4 separate regions of the Sus scrofa genome follow, and regions 1, 2 and 3 are each linked to region 4. Evidence: chromatin contacts called from public HiChIP or PLAC-seq data. All regions are on one chromosome and are shown on one strand. Each heading gives the region's core, a stretch centred on a gene start, on an enhancer-like site or on the middle of the called end of the contact. The rest is flanking DNA. Distances are from core to core; before and after follow the strand shown.

Region 1 (3,546 bases), core at 974-3,473, 90 kb after region 4:
AGGTGCTAGTCCCTCTTCCTGGAACAGCAGATCCCATATCCTCACCCGCCTTCCCCTTTCAGCTCCCAGCTTCTCACGGAGGCCTTACCTTTACCTAAACGAGTGCACCCTGCTCACTCTGTAAGCTCGACCTTCTGTTGTTCATTAATTATTTCTGCTTGTCTACTTATCTGTCTCCCCACTGGAATGTAAATTCCTCATGGACAGGGGCATGGGGTGAGTCACTGCTGTCTCTCCTGCACCAAAAGGAAACACAATCCCCTTGCACTTCCAATACTGCCCAGAACCCTATGGGTTCGCTAGGACGGCTGTCAAACACCTGACTCATTTATCAAATGCTAGGTGGCTCTTGGCACATGCTAGGCAATTTTTAAAGTGTTGTACAAATATTAATTTATCTAATCCTCACACCTACTTTTTTAGGTTGATACTCCTGTTAGTCTCATTTCAGATAAGGAAAGTGAGGCACAAAAATGACAAAGTATTTCTCCAGTCTACCTAGCTCACAAGAGGTGGCTGAGAGGACTTGAAGCTAGGGAATCGGGTCCGTAGCAGCATCCTGTCTGCCTTAGACCATACCAGGACCAAGCATTTGACGGAGAGGCTGGGGATGGGGGCGGGGGCGAGGGCCACTTTGCAAAGATCTTTAGCCTGGGAATCAGAAATTCAAATCTTCTTTCTACCCCAGACCTTGCTGTGTGGCCTGGAGCAAGTTCACTCCTTCTCTGGGCTCAATGTATAGGACTGGTCCTTCTACCTTGCTTCATTCGTACGGCTCTAATGGCTTTTTAAAGCCATTGCTTAATTGGAAATAAGCAATAAGAGGGTCTTGGACTCCCTTCCCTCCCACAATCTGGAGGCTTCTTTGGTCAGGGGCCCAGAGTATTGCCACCCCCTAGCCCTGACCTGGCTGCTACTGGTAACACAGCTTTTCCTCAGGGAAGGAGAGAGACAGAGAGATTGAAAGAGGGAGAAAGGTTGCTTTTTTCTCACCAGCAGGCTCTGTCCCGCCTCCAGACCCCTTGGCCCTGCTCTCCTCACTTGCCTGCATCTTCCTGGCTGCCTGACATCTTCCTGAAGCCCAGGCCTTCAAGTTCCGCCTGGCCCCACACCCTGCCTGGGCCTCCCCCACCCCTGAAGCAGCCATCCTTGACAGAGAGGCACCTGTTCGGAGAGCCCACCTCCCCAGGGAGGCCGGACCCTGCCCCTCTGGTTTCCCGGCCACAGCCCCCCTTCTGGCTCCCTCTCCTCTCCGCGCCTCTTTTCCAGGCGGTACTGAAGTCCTTCCTACACACACGCTATTTTTGTACCATCACTCTCTCCTTCCTCTCCCCTTCCCCCTACCTCCACTTACTTCCTGCTTTTCCTTCACCTCGGCCCAGCTTTGAAAGAATCGGGGCCCCTCTGGCCCTCACCCTCCCCGAGAGGGGCCTTCGGCTGAGGGCACCCGGGCAGGGCCACTGGGGAGGGGCGAACGCCAGACTCCCCCCTTCCTCCACTCCCCGCTCCCCTCGCCGCCTGCAGCCTCCCGCGGTGGGAAGCAGAGACTGGCCCGGAGTCCGGAGGCGGCGGGAGGTCGACCGCAACTTCCCCAGTCCACCTTAAGAGGACTATTTAGTCGGCTCGCGGCGCTGACCTTAGAAAAACAAGTTTGCGCAAAGTGGAGCCAGGGGCCCGGTCTCTGGGCAGCCCCGGCGGCGCTTCCACTGTCCTCCAGCCCTCGCCGGCCGCGCAGGTCCGAGCCCGGCTGGCAGAGGGAGGGAGCGAGGGGTGGGGGAGGCGGTTCGGGGCCGGGGGCCGCCGCGCGCGGGCTTCTGAACTGGCACATTGTTGGAGCCGAGGCTCCTCCAGTCCCGAGCCGAGCGGGGCGCCGGCGGCGGGGGCCGCGGCCGGGGCCGGGCCGGGGGTGCCGGGGGTGCCGGGGCCGCGCGCGCCGCCCTCGCTCCCTCCCTCCCCGGGGCGCGCAGCGGGCGGGCGGGCGCTCGGCGGAGGTGCCGGCGGGGCCCGAGCCCCGCAGCCTCCCGCGCGGCCGGAGGGAGGAGGGGAAGGGAAGGAAGGCGGGGGCCGCGGCCGGGACTGCGGGCCGGAGGAGACGAGCCGCGGCGCCGCGAGGAGCCCGGGCGGGGCAGGTGGGCAGCGGCGGGGGCGGCTGGGCCCGCTGCCCCTCGCCCTGCCCTCGCGGTCCTCCCTCTCCCGCGCTGTCTCGATCTGCGCGCCGCCTCGCTCACTCCGCGCCCGCTCGCTCGCTCGCTCTTTCTCTCCCTCTCTCGCCTCTCTGTGTCTCTGGCTCTCTGCCTGGCTCCCTTGGGTCTGTTTCCCTCTCCTGCCGCCTCTCGCGGGCCGTCCCTGGCTTCGTTTCTCGCGCGCTTGGGGTCTCTCCCCCTTCTCTGTCTCTCGATCTCGGGGGTGGGGGGTGGCGGCGGGGGGGTTTCTCCGAAAATCGCGGCGCTGAAGGCGGCTCCTAAGCCGCTCCAGGCGCCCGTTCCGGGGAGGGAGGGGGAAAGCCCGGCCGGGAGGGGAGGTGGGGGGAGAGGGGGGAGCCTTAGTCATTTCCCCGCTCCAGCCCGCGCCCGCCCGAGCGCGCACTCACGGCCGCTCTCCCTCCTCGCTCCGCAGCCGCGGCCCATGGAGCCCGCCCGCCCGGCCCCCGGCCGCCTCGGGCCGCTGCTCTGCCTGCTGCTCGCCTTGTTGAGCGCCTGGACAGGTAAGCACCCCGCTCCCGCCGCCGCCGTCCCCACATTTCAGGCTCAGGCCTCTCAGATGGCCCCTGGGAGCCACCCGGCTACTGTTGAACAGTAATCGGGGAGAGGTGCCGGTAACCAGGGTTACAGATGCGGAAACTGAGGTCCAGAGAGGGTCAGCGACTTGCCCAAGGTCACACAGCCAAGGATGGAACCCAGTCTCTCTGGACTCTGACTGTGCCGCACTATGCTGGGCACCCAGACATACCCAGACGAGTTGGTTCAGGTCCCTGCCCAATCTGAGGGGGGAGGCAGGCTGTCAGTGGCTTTCAGAGCAAGGCGCCTCTGGCTTCTCTGGAAGCTCCCTCCCTGGACTTATGTTTTCCCCATGTTTGACTTCGGGGTCTGAGAGAAGGGGGTGGGCGCAGAGGTCTTTCCAGTACTGCCTGGGATGGAACAGAAGCAGGCTGTGGCAACCAGGGAAGAGTGAGCTCTCCTTCTTGTGCGCAGAGTAAAACAGGCTTAGATGGGGGGAGAGCCAGGAGGGGAGGCCGAGGTAACCCTGGGGTGAGCTGCCTCGATGCAACAGATCCTGATGTGAAAACAGGCGGATTGTCCCCTCCGAGGTTGCCAAAGCCCCTCACTGGCTGGTCGTGTTCCCTGCTGCTCTCCTGCCTCTCTCCCCCTTCCTCCTGCCTTCCTCAGGCTTCCAGGCAGCTCCCTGCAGTTCAGGTGCTCTGTGGGGCTGTTACCTGTGGCTCTGAGCATGTCTTTTTGTTGGCCTACATCAAACACCTGGCTGTCTCCAGCAGGCGGGCTCTGAAGGCTACCGTGTGTTCGCCAAGGGGTGAGGTCACCGTTCAGG
Region 2 (3,780 bases), core at 549-3,048, 71 kb after region 4:
AGGGTTAAGCGAGGGCTGCGCTTAGAGCGTTTAGACTGTCCAGGGTCAACAAACTCGCCCTGATCCCACCAGATCCTGCAGCTTCCCTCAAGCTGCAGACCGACCGCTCCACGTGGCTCTTCCTGCCTTATTCCTTCCTTGCTCTCTGCCTTCTCTTCTGAGGCATATCAGTCTTGCTTTAAAAGCTCCTCTTTGTCACTTTCCTCTCTCTCTCACTCCCTTCTGGGTCCTAAATCCTGGCTCTGCATTAATGCCACATAAACTTAAGCAAAGGACCGAACAGCCATCCTGACAGGGGACACCTCCAACTTTGCTCTCTAGAAGATTCTCCCGGGGAATCACCTAAATTCAGGTTCCCGGCCCCACCCAGAGATATTGATCCTGTGTGTCCAGGGTAAGGCAGGGAACCTACCCTTTAAGCAGCATCCTCTCCCCCCACCTCCCGGGAGAGACAGGCTGGCGCTTGGGCTTTATTCCGAGAAGCACTGCAATTGCCCTCAGTTTCCTCACCTGTAAAATCAGAGTAAACAGAACCCCCCTCGCACGATTATTAAGATGCCATGAAACGATTTGTCTGGAAAGCAGCGCATGCCTCTTCATTTTTTTGCTGTCTGGGCTCTTATATGATTTCTTTTGTCTCTGTCTTTCCCATTTTCTGTTTCTGGTTTTTCCATTTATCTTTCTCTCTCCGCTCTCCCCACCCTCTCAACCTCAAAGAGAACTCGAGTCCAGAGCCAAAATGGAAGAACTGAAAAAGAGTGGCCCTCCTGTAAGGGCCAGGGGCCCCACCACTGTCCAAACAGCCTGTCAGCTTCTCCCCGCCCGGCCCCGCGGCTGCCCCCCAAAACAGAGCATGTCCCGCCCCTGCAGCCCCCACAGCAGCGAAGCCCAGGGAAGATGGGGGAGCCTTTGTGCGGAATGGCCCGGCTGCTATGGAAACCAGCGCTTAGGAACCGCTCAGAGCTGATCCATTCGGGGAGCAGCCTGGCCTTGGGGGAGGGGGAGAGGCCAAACTGCGGCCCGGACTTTGCCCTCCCATTACTGGCCCTGTGACGCTGGGCAAGTCACTTAACCTCTCTGAGCCCTCGCTCCCTCCCCAGCCTGGGAGCAGCAGGCCCCATTAGCGGCGGGTAATGACGGGCCTGCAATGACTGAACGCCGCTGCGGCTTTCAAGCCTGAAGACACGCCAAATTGCCGTTTGCTTTCATTACTGCGAGCTCGAAATATTCTAGTGCCAGCTTGCTGTGCGACCTCGTGCCACCCGAGGGCTACCAAACGATTTCCATGATAGAATTCCGTCTCGCAGAGGCGTGGTGTCCTCTCTGAGTCACCCTGGCACACACATGGGCACACCCACCAGCCACCAAGCTAAGCGCCCACCCCCCCAAGTGGCCCCAGTTGAGAAACCCTTGCCTCTCCTCAGAGTTCCCCTTCAAGTAAGGGAAGGAGAAGTGAGGGGGGTTCTGTGCAATGACTCTGTCCTCACTGCCCCACGCATGGCACAGCCGGGGGCCCTTGTCTGAGGGCGAGTTCCCCTTCTCCCTGCCTCCCCAGCACCTGGGCTCCCTAGGCCTCGAGCCCTGAGTCTGGGCTCATCGGCCTGATCTTTGAGGCCCCCAGCACTGACCTGAAAGCCTCCCCAGTCCCCTTGCCCCGTGCCACCACCCCTCCACGTGGCCCCCACGAGGGGGAGAAGAGCCTGCCACCCACACCCACCCCCCCAGGCCCCATGCTGAGGAGCCTTGAGGCCAGGGCTTTTCCTGTCTGTGCCTGAGCTTCCTCATACACAGTGCACACTACCCAGGGGCAGGGCCAGCACTGGTCCCACGGACATCTGGCTGTGCCCTGAGCAGGCCGCCTTGCTTTGGCCCATGCAGTTCTCTCTCCCTGAACTTCGTTCCCACGCACCCCTCCAGACCTCTCCAGGATCCTCTGCAAGCCACGCTTCCTCACTCACCTACCTAGTTTTCCAGAAAACACTATGACTTGCCCAAGATCACACAAGAAGCGTGTGGCTGAAGAGCCTCTGTTAGATCCCAGACCTCAGGGGGCCACTGCGTCCAGCTGCTCCAAAGAGCATCCGTGCATTCACTTAGCCAGCCAGGCGTCTGTTTGTTTGTTTTCCCAGCAAACATTTATTACGCCCCAGGCAGGCTGCTCAGTGCTGGGGACCCAGCCATGAACAAGGCCAGCAGAGACAGCGTGCAGCCCAGAGAAGCAGACAGATGCTAAACAAGTAATTACAAGTGTGATGGATGCCGCAACAGAAAAGCAGGGAGAGCCCTGGGAGGGGCCGGGAGGGGGCTGCCCATGTCTCCCCTTTTCACAAGGTTTTACCCCTGGAGTGTGGTCCCCCAGCTCCCTGCATCTGCACCTCTCAGAAGCCTGTTTCAGGCCAGCACCCCTGGGGAGAGATGCTTCCTTCTGAACGCATGCCCAGGGAGGGTCCCTCTGAGATGTAAGGACCACAGCTTCGGGGGCCTACAGAGAGTGGGGGGGTCCAGGTTTCCTCATCGCCTACCACAGCCTGAGCTCATCTGCCTCTTACCTTCTTAGCTTCCGTTTACAGATAAGAAAGCCAAGGCCCAGAAGAGCTGAGTGACGAGTGAGGGCAGCCGGAGGATAACGACCAGGCCTGCAGACCCTCGCTCTCCAGGAAGGCCCTCAGAGATGGTCCTGCCCCCGGGGTCCAGCATGCAGCCCCACTGATTTTGGAAGAGAAAATGACCCACCCCCAATGAGCCCCAGTGAGCCCCAGGTTACTGATTCTAAGGCACCACCTGTGCTTCACAATCAAGCATCTTCGTAACACAGAGAATAAGAGGCTCTGGCATCAGAAGGAATGGGTGTCAGACCACGTGCCTCTGGTCACCAGTGGTGTGGCTTCAGGCAAGTTGCCTAACCTGCCTGAGCTCAGTTTCCCCGTCTGTAGGATGGAGGTGATGACGGTGGATGTGAGGAGGTTCACCTCTTCGGACTCCTCGTCTTCCCCCTCCCTCTCCATCGCTGCACCCTTTAGGCGCTTCTCGAATGTGCAGGTCCTCTCCCTGCTCAGCAGCGCTGCCCATGCAGTTCCCTCCGCCTGAACACTCTTCCTCCAGATATTCACACCTCTCTCTCTCCACGGCACCCTTTGGGTGTCTGTGCAAACGTCATCGTTTCAGAGAGCCACGCATCAGTCCAGCAAAAACAGCCCCTGTATCATCACCTGAGTCCCTTCATGCCACTTTATTTTTCTCCCTTGTGCTCTCTCCAGCTTTCACATCTCCCAGCATGAGAACATAGGCTGCACAGAGACAGAGACTTTATTTTGTTCCCTTGCTGTCTCCCCAGCCAAGGCACTTGACGAGGGCCACCCAAGCACACGGTCTCGAGCTTCTCCGTGGCCTGTGCGGTCCCCAGCAGCCCTGCAAAGAGCAAGGCCCAGGCAGAGCATGTCTGCTGCTTTGCAAACCTGCTCAGGCCTCCTCCTTGAGCAGAGCTAAGACTCTGGAGACAGGAGCAAAGCCCTGCGCCCGCCCTCCCCCCCGAGCACCCTGGAACCGGCAGGCAGTGGAAAACCAGGCCCCGGCTTGGCAGGGGCTTGGAAGAGGCTCGGTGCCGAGGGGCAAGGCCCTGCCAGCTTCACTCCCCCAAACAGCGACCGATTGTCCCAGCACCTCCCCAGTCCCCCGAAGACCTCCCAGTGGTCACATTCTCACAAGGACACCCACTCTCAAAGCGGCCCAGCAGCCTGGCTGCTTCCGGCCACGGCAGGGCATGGGGGGTCCAGCCCTCGC
Region 3 (3,809 bases), core at 366-2,865, 120 kb after region 4:
GTCCTAACACTTGGCAACTCATCAGCCTCCATTCAGATGAGTTAGATGCTGAGCTGCAGCCTTCCTACCTAGCACCACTCACCTAAAAATCCAATACCTACCCAGGCACCAAGCGTCGATGTGGCAGTGAGAATGCTTGCATTGTGGCAGCCTCCAGCCTGTGAAAATGTGGAGGAGAGCCCATTTGCCTGCGCATGTTGCTTTTTAATTACAATTTTACAGCAAAATGAGAGTCAAATGGTGGCTGAACCCCAGTGGCTTCTCTGTGGGATGCCCCATATCACAGGCTTAAAATCTCTGAGCCAGATGGACCCTTTCTTTCCTCCCAAGATCCTTTTTTGGAAAGTGGTGAGATGAAAATGCATGTCCAGCCCAACCCTGTGAGTTAGAGCGTTGAAATCCAAGCTCAGAGAGGGGAGGCGATCCACCCCGGATCACACAGCCAGTGAGTTGGTGGCAGAAGTGGGATTCACGCTTGCTTCCCCCGCCCACACACACACCCCTAGCAGCCCTGCTAGAACCTAGTTTCCAGCAGTGAAGGACCCCGATGGTGACCCAGGTTTGCTACAGGGCCTCAGGGAATGTGCATGGTGGATGGAAGTGAGGCTCAGGGCGAGGGCAGGTGGCCTCTCCCAGGCTGAAGGCTGCTTTGGCATCTGACCCTTGGCAGCTCCCAGAGGTGGGACAGCAGGAAAGCCCCACTCACTCATCTTCCTCCGTGAAAGATAATGGACCACCCACCCCACTGGGGTGGGCATGGGGTTTCCGTGGTTTGGAGGATATGATTTTAACAATTCCCCCCAACATCCCTGGAGACAAACCTCTGCTCACCCTACCCCCACCCTCCACCAAAAAAAAAAAAAAAAAAAAAAAAAATTTACATAAGAAAATGGTATTTCTAGGTGAAACAATCGGCTTCTGTTTCTTTTCTTTTGCAGCCAAAGGCTCCACGTCTTCTACAAGGTAAGTGCATCACTGGGCAGGGGGTACTTTTGCAGTTCTTATTTGGTGGTTTGCCCCTAAAACGGCAAAGCATAATCTGCACCCACTGACCCTCATTCCTGTGCCAGCCCGCTTTCCTGTTTCCTTCCTTTGTAAGCTCCTCACATCAGGTTCATCTTTAATTCCTGTCTCAAATGAGGGGATTTGCAGGGATTTCGGCCTGTGGAGGCACCGATTTCTTGCCTACTGTTCATGGACAGTGAGCCCCTTATCAAACCCCGTTTGGACTGTGACAGAAACCTGCCCCCAGAACCGCGCTGTATACTCTGCTCTTCCCTTTGTTCGTTAAATATTTATTGAGTGCCTTGGCAAGGGCGGCCCTGGCGATGCCAGGGTGGCTGGGTCGGCTAGAACAGCTGTGCTCCCCTGAAGCCCACACCCTGGGCGGAAGCTCAAGTGATGACATTACATCACAGACAGTACATTAGTTTGTCGATGTAGGTTTTTGGTGATTTTCGCCACGTCCCTTCTCTGTGCACCTGCTCTGTTCTGAATGCTCAGGATACTGCAGTGAACAAGAATCAGTCGGGGCCTCCATGAGGCTCAGGCACTGGTGAGAGAGGCAGGCAGTGAGCCTGGAGGCGAAACAATGTGGAAAGTCCTGGTGGATGGTGATGAGTCAAACTCAGCAAAGGGATGAAGATGGGAGGGAGGGCAGGGGAAGGGCCTCCACTGAAGAGGGGATGTGAGCAAGGATCCAAAGCTGGGGGGTAGGGGCGGGGCGGGGGTGGGAGGACAGACCGTAAGGGGTGCCCGCTGGACCAGAGAGCAACCAAGGCGAAGGCTCTAGGTGGGAAGTGTTGAGAGGGTGGGGGAGGCAGGTGCAGTTGGGGCGGAAGGAATGAAGGGAGGGGGTGGGGGAGGGGGGAGGTACAGGCCACAGTCTCTCTGCTGGAGCCCTTGCGACAGATGAGTTACTAATCCAGACGTTTCAGCTTTGGGGAAGGCCCCCAGTACTCACCCCAGTGCCGTCATCTACTGCGTGAGTGTACCTGCGTGGAAACATACGAACGTCTGTGCTAAGGACAATAAATACAAACTACAAACAGCTTCCTGTTAGTTAAGGACAGATTTTGCCACTAAATGGATTTTGCAAGCCTTTTGGTTTTGGGTTTTGTTTTTTTTTTGGAAAGCTCTGCGGATTTCAAAAGCGGAATTGAGAATCTGGAGTGAAGGCCAGTCGTCTTGGGCCTGTGGCTGTTAGGATATGGGGTTTTACTCCCAGTGGGATGAGGAGACACAGGAGGGAGATGATGGACTTTGTTTTATTTTATTCATTATTTATTCTTGGCCATACCTGTGCATGTGGAAGTTCCCAGGCCAGGGATCAAACCCGCATCACAGCAGCCTCCCGAGCCCCTGCAGGGGCAGTGCAGGATCCTTAACCCACTGCACCCACAGGTCAGCTCTGATCTGACTTTGTTTTAAATGTACCACCCTGACCATCATGTGGGGACCAAGCTATAGGAGGTGAGGGTGGAGGCAGAGAGGCCAGAGAGGAGGCTGCTGTGGTGGTCTACGCAGATGGTAGCGGCCTGAACCAGGGTAGTGGGATGGGCTTAGAAATGGTCAGATTCTGGATATATTTTGGAAGTAGAGCCCAAGGGATTTTTTTTTTTTTTTTTTTTTTTTTTTTGTCTTTTTTTTTTTTTTTCTTTCTTTCTTTCTTTTTTTTTTTTTTTTTTTTTTTTTTTTTTTTTGCTTTTTAGGGCCACACCCACGTCATGTGGAAGTTCCCAGGCTAGGGGCCGAATCAGAGCTACAGCTGCCAGCCTACACCACAGCCACAGCAACGTGAGACCCGAGCCACATCCACATCTGTGACCAACACCACAGGTGATGGCAACGCCAGATCCTTAATGCACTAAGCGAGGCCAGGGATCACACCTGCATCTTCATGGATACTAGTCAGATTCATTTCTGCTGAGCCATCATGGGAATTCCCAAAAGGATTTTTGCTGACAGATTGTAGGGTCAAGGACAGCCCCAAGGTTGGGGGTCTGGGGATGCTTTGTCTTGTGTTTGGAGGCCACAGGTGGTGGTGGGTGTAGCGATGGGAGTGGACTAGACACTGCAGCTGCACATAGCAGGAGCATCTAACCTGTCTGTGGGGCCCCGGGAAACCGTGTGGGTCCCTCCTGCCCCCAGCAGGTGTCCGTGGTACCCCTGAGAGAAAGTCTTGCTTTCTGCTCTGACCTCCACAGGTGGCTTCCTGCTCTGAGCCCTGGCCAACCTCCCAGCCTCCCCATCCCCATAACAGGCCAGCCGCACACCTGTTTGTTTTCCTGTTGCCATGTCTTCCCATCACACGTCCCCCACCGAGTACACTCTTTCCCAGGGGCCAGACTTGGCTTCCATCCTTTGCCTAAACACCCCCAACGGCATCCTGTGGCCCTTGAGATAGTCCAGACGCCCTCTCGAGACCCTCAAGCTCCTCGTGGTCCTGTCCTGCCAGCTTGGACAGTTTCACTTCCGGCCACTCCCAGGGCTCGCATTCAGGCACCTCCTCCATCCCTCCTCCTCGCTCTCCTCCTCCCTCTTGTGCCCTGGCCTCTCTCCCTGAGATGTCCTCCCCACCCCTGCTCCTGTACCACCCAGGGTCTGCACAACTCCAGGAGGTGACAGAACAGCCTCTGAACAGCGCCCCCTAGAATCGTGCAGCCTGGAAGCTAATGCGGGCTCCCCTCCTTTCACCCGATTATCCTGTTTCTTTTGGGCTCAGCAAGGGCAAGGGTGTTACCTCCTCCAGGGACAGGGGCTCCTCCTGGGAGCTCTCCTGGTGCCCCTGCAGTGACACCCCAGTGTGT
Region 4 (3,494 bases), core at 770-3,269:
ATCTGGTTAAATGTGGGCTCTACAGAGGGACTTCCTTTCTCAGAAAACAGTATGGAAAGAGGGGGAAACAGTAACATTCCAGGGGAGAAACGTGGCAACACTACCTCAGCCGGGGGACTAAAGTTAACGTCATTAATGGTAGATGATGGCATGTGTGACGAACAACACTTCATCTCTGTGGTCTGCTTCTTCAGAAGCCCTAACTCCAGTCTAATGATGAGAAAAACACCTAACACCCAACTGGAGGAACATTCTACAGACCTCCAGACTGGCACACCTCAATATCGGAAAAGTCTTCAAAAAAAAAAAAAAAAAAAGTAAGGTAAGTCTGAGAAACTGTCACAGCCAAGAGGAACCTGAGTAGACATAATGATGAAATGTAATGTGGCATCCTGGATGGGCTCTTGAGACAGAAAAAGACATTAAGGAAAAGCCAATGAGATCTGCATAAAGAACAGAGTTGAGCTAATAATAATTTGAACTAATAATAATGTATCGATATTGGCTCTTTAGTTGACAAACATATTCCAGGAATACAAGATGCTAACAATAGGGGCAGTAGTGTGCAGGGGTCCAGGAACTCTGTACTATCCTTGCAACTTGTCTGTAAAGCTAACCATTATAAACTAAAAACACTATGGAAATATATTTCTGGGAGTTCCCGTTGTGGCGCAGTGGTTAATGAATCCAACTAGGAACCATGAGGTTGTGGGTTCGATCCCTGGCTTTGCTCAGTGGGTTAAGGATCTGGCGTTGCCGTGAGCCGTGGTGTAGGTCGCAGACGTGGCTCGGATCTGGTGTTGCCGGTGGCTACAGCTCTGATTAGACCCCTAGCCTGTGAACCTCCATATGCCACAGGTGTGGCTCTAGAAAAAGGCAAAAAGACCAAAAAAAAAAAAGAAAAAAAGAAATATATTTCTTAATGGCCACAATAATCCATGGCCCTTGCGTCATACCCTTTGCAACATGAATTTACAGCTCCTCCCTCAGAGAGGTGGTTTCCTTTTCCCCACCTCTTGAATCTAGCCTGTGACTTGCTTGGACTAACAGAACATGATGGAATGGGATACCAGTCATGGAGTTTCCAGACTGCATGTTGCTTGATAAGAGACATGGCCCAAGCACCCTTCTTACCCCAGCTGACAACCAGCCAACTGCTACACATGTGACTGAGCCCATTCTTCCTAGACCAGCCAGACCTCAGCAAGAGCCACCCTCCAATCCATTCACACAAGGAGCCAACACAAAATGAGCCCAGCCTGACCCAGATCAGCAGGGTTAGCAGTGATCCATCTGAACAGTAACAAAAGCCTTTTGTTGAAAAACTTGTGTTTGTTATACAGCAACAGCTAAGTGATTTACTCATATGCACAACAGTGTATGTACAAGGTTTTTGTTGTAACATCATGATTACAAAAGATTAGGAGCAATTTAAAGTCTTGTCAATAGAAGACTGATCAAATAATTATGAGATCCGGACAATGGAATATTATGCAGCTGTTCAAAAGAATGAGGCAGCTGTCCATGAATCAATATGGAACAAATCCCATGATACATTTTTAAGTGAAGCAGCAAGATGCAAAAGAGTATACAGAGGAAGCTACTAAACCTGTAAAATATTTGTGTTTGCATAGGCTTTCTGCAGGAGGAGATGTGAGAAACATGACAATGCCTGCCTCTAGGAAGGGGAACTGGGTGGCGGGGACCAAGAGTGGAAGGGAGACTTCCTCTTCACTCTACAGCCTTTTATCTTTTGAATCATGTAAATGTGTCATCTATTCAAAAATAAATAAAAGCAGAATGAAAAAAACTCCTGTGCCTTTCAAATTTGGTCTTTTATTCTCTATTCCCAAGATTCCTGAGAGATCCACCAGGACCACAAATAGCAGTGAGAGGACCAGGCTGTATTTTCTCCCTCCCTCTTTCAGACAGCCTCCACCACATGCGAAGAGAAGCTTGTTTTTCTGGTTCCCTTGTCTGTCAGCTTCACGGACCTGCATAACCCCGCCGGCCACTAGAGGGCAACCTGAGGCTTCCTTCCTGGTAGGGAGCTGCGGAGGGGTTAGGGGCTGCTCTGAATAGCCGGCTGGCGCCTACCCAGCCAAGGCTTTCTGTATTACATTTAAAAAATAATAACAACAACAATAATAAATGGTTTCGGCTTGGGAGAGAGACATGCAGAACAGGCTCAGGATCGGCCAGCCATTACCCTTCCGGTTCCCATGGTAATGCGTGCGTCTTAAGGGCTGGGGGTGGGGGCAGAGAGCCCATAGAAAGAGAGATGACCCTAAAGCTCCTTGCTGCGCACCGCCATCCGACTTTATAAAACCCCTTGGGGAACTCACCCTTTAGGCTGCTGAAGACTAAACCCTCAGGAGATCTGGAGGGTTTGCCTTGCGACCTTGAAAAAGCCCCTTCCTACCTTGAACCTGTTCCACATTTGTACACTGTAAAAAGTGACTATACTAGTGAATCAAGCAATTTGTGGCAATGACTGAACGGATCACCCTATTGACTATTCCATCCCCATTTTACAGATGAGGAAGCTGTGGCCTCAAGAGGGTAACTTGCTCTGGCTGCACAGCCGGCGGTCCGGTAGGGTTTGGAGGCAGGTTTCCCTGCCTCCCGAACCCCTGCTCTGACCGCTTAACTTATCCTGTCCCCAAGGGAGGTTGGGAGGGATTTCAAAAGAGGTAGCTGAGAAACAGCATCGGAAAGGGACACGGGAGCCCATATGCACCAAGCCCCTCCTGCGCGCTGCGGTCCGCTGCAGGCGGCTGCGTAGGCCCGGTACCTACAAGCTCTCGCCCCGTCTGACGGGCGAGGAGAGGCCGCGCATGGCCGCGGAGGAGCTGGCCGGGGCAGAGACCTAGAGGCGGAGACCTGGGGACTAGAACCCGCCGGTCCCTGCGCCTCCGCAGAAGTGCAGCTCAGAGGCAGGAGCTTGTCCGGCAGCCCGGGGGAGGGGGCGGACTGCGGGGGCGCTGGAGCGCACAGGGCACCTCCAAACCGGCCATCTCAGCAAACGAAGTTACTGTTTTCAAGAAGATGCCTTTGTTCCAACCGGGGTGAGAAGACTGAATACTGAACCGCAGCTGACGCAGGATGCAGGCGGCTTTTCCGCGATCGCTTCTGTCTGGCCTTGAAAGACAAACGCGCTGGGAGGCAGAACGCCTGCGACACGGAAACTCGCAGCTGGCAGCATCTCTGTGCCCGCCTGCAAAAGAGGGGCGCAGAGAGTGCCCGACAGCGCAGCGGGTTGGTTCCTTCAGCCTCGCTCGCTCGCAGCCCTCCACCCCTGCCTCGGCCTCCCCATCTGCACCGGGAGACGGGAGACGTTGCAGAAGGGCTGGGCCCTTTGCCGGCTCCTTGCTGGAATCTGTTTATCCAGACACAAGTGGGACGTTTGCCTTTCAGAGAGAGAAGGGAGGCAATAAAAAACTAAAGGAACAAACAGACAGGATAATTTCAAATAACAAGTGTTAATTTAATGG

Evidence for each region. HiChIP or PLAC-seq counts read pairs in DNA pulled down with a chosen protein or histone mark.
Region 1: an H3K27ac HiChIP or PLAC-seq map of alveolar macrophages shows a contact between it and region 4, with 7 times the contacts expected there. The contact joins the promoter of SIRPA here to the enhancer-like site in region 4. A contact is called at or near these places in 12 of 47 Hi-C or Micro-C datasets (alveolar macrophages, blood, brain and 7 more) and 2 of 2 datasets of contacts at active chromatin or transcription factors (alveolar macrophages and skeletal muscle).
Region 2: a contact with region 4 is called in an H3K27ac HiChIP or PLAC-seq map of alveolar macrophages. The contact joins two enhancer-like sites. A contact is called at or near these places in 10 of 47 Hi-C or Micro-C datasets (brain, embryonic fibroblasts, epiblast stem cells and 6 more) and 1 of 2 datasets of contacts at active chromatin or transcription factors (alveolar macrophages).
Region 3: an H3K27ac HiChIP or PLAC-seq map of alveolar macrophages shows a contact between it and region 4. The contact joins two enhancer-like sites. A contact is called at or near these places in 1 of 5 promoter capture datasets (liver), 2 of 47 Hi-C or Micro-C datasets (embryonic fibroblasts and liver) and 1 of 2 datasets of contacts at active chromatin or transcription factors (alveolar macrophages).

What each region holds. Positions count from the first base shown.
Region 1 is chr17:33,609,194-33,612,739 of Sscrofa11.1, reverse strand. SIRPA (signal-regulatory protein alpha) reads left to right here and starts at 2,223. Exons shown (of 8, transcript NM_001011508.2): 1 at 2,223-2,704. The coding sequence starts at 2,626.
Region 2 is chr17:33,627,994-33,631,773 of Sscrofa11.1, reverse strand. No RefSeq gene overlaps it. Among named protein-coding and RNA genes, the nearest start is that of SIRPA, 19 kb to the right of the region's middle. Within about 2 kb of position 1,798, at least 18 of the 83 cell types and tissues checked have an H3K27ac peak or open chromatin away from gene starts, as enhancers often do. A contact at or near this core is called in alveolar macrophages, brain and retroperitoneal adipose tissue, where this site is marked.
Region 3 is chr17:33,575,602-33,579,410 of Sscrofa11.1, reverse strand. SIRPA (signal-regulatory protein alpha) reads left to right here. Exons shown (of 8, transcript NM_001011508.2): 6 at 939-963. Among named protein-coding and RNA genes, the nearest start is that of SIRPA, 33 kb to the left of the region's middle. Within about 2 kb of position 1,615, at least 1 of the 83 cell types and tissues checked has an H3K27ac peak or open chromatin away from gene starts, as enhancers often do. A contact at or near this core is called in alveolar macrophages, where this site is marked.
Region 4 is chr17:33,699,041-33,702,534 of Sscrofa11.1, reverse strand. No RefSeq gene overlaps it. Among named protein-coding and RNA genes, the nearest start is that of SIRPA, 90 kb to the right of the region's middle. Within about 2 kb of position 2,019, at least 15 of the 83 cell types and tissues checked have an H3K27ac peak or open chromatin away from gene starts, as enhancers often do. A contact at or near this core is called in alveolar macrophages, brain, retroperitoneal adipose tissue and 1 more, where this site is marked.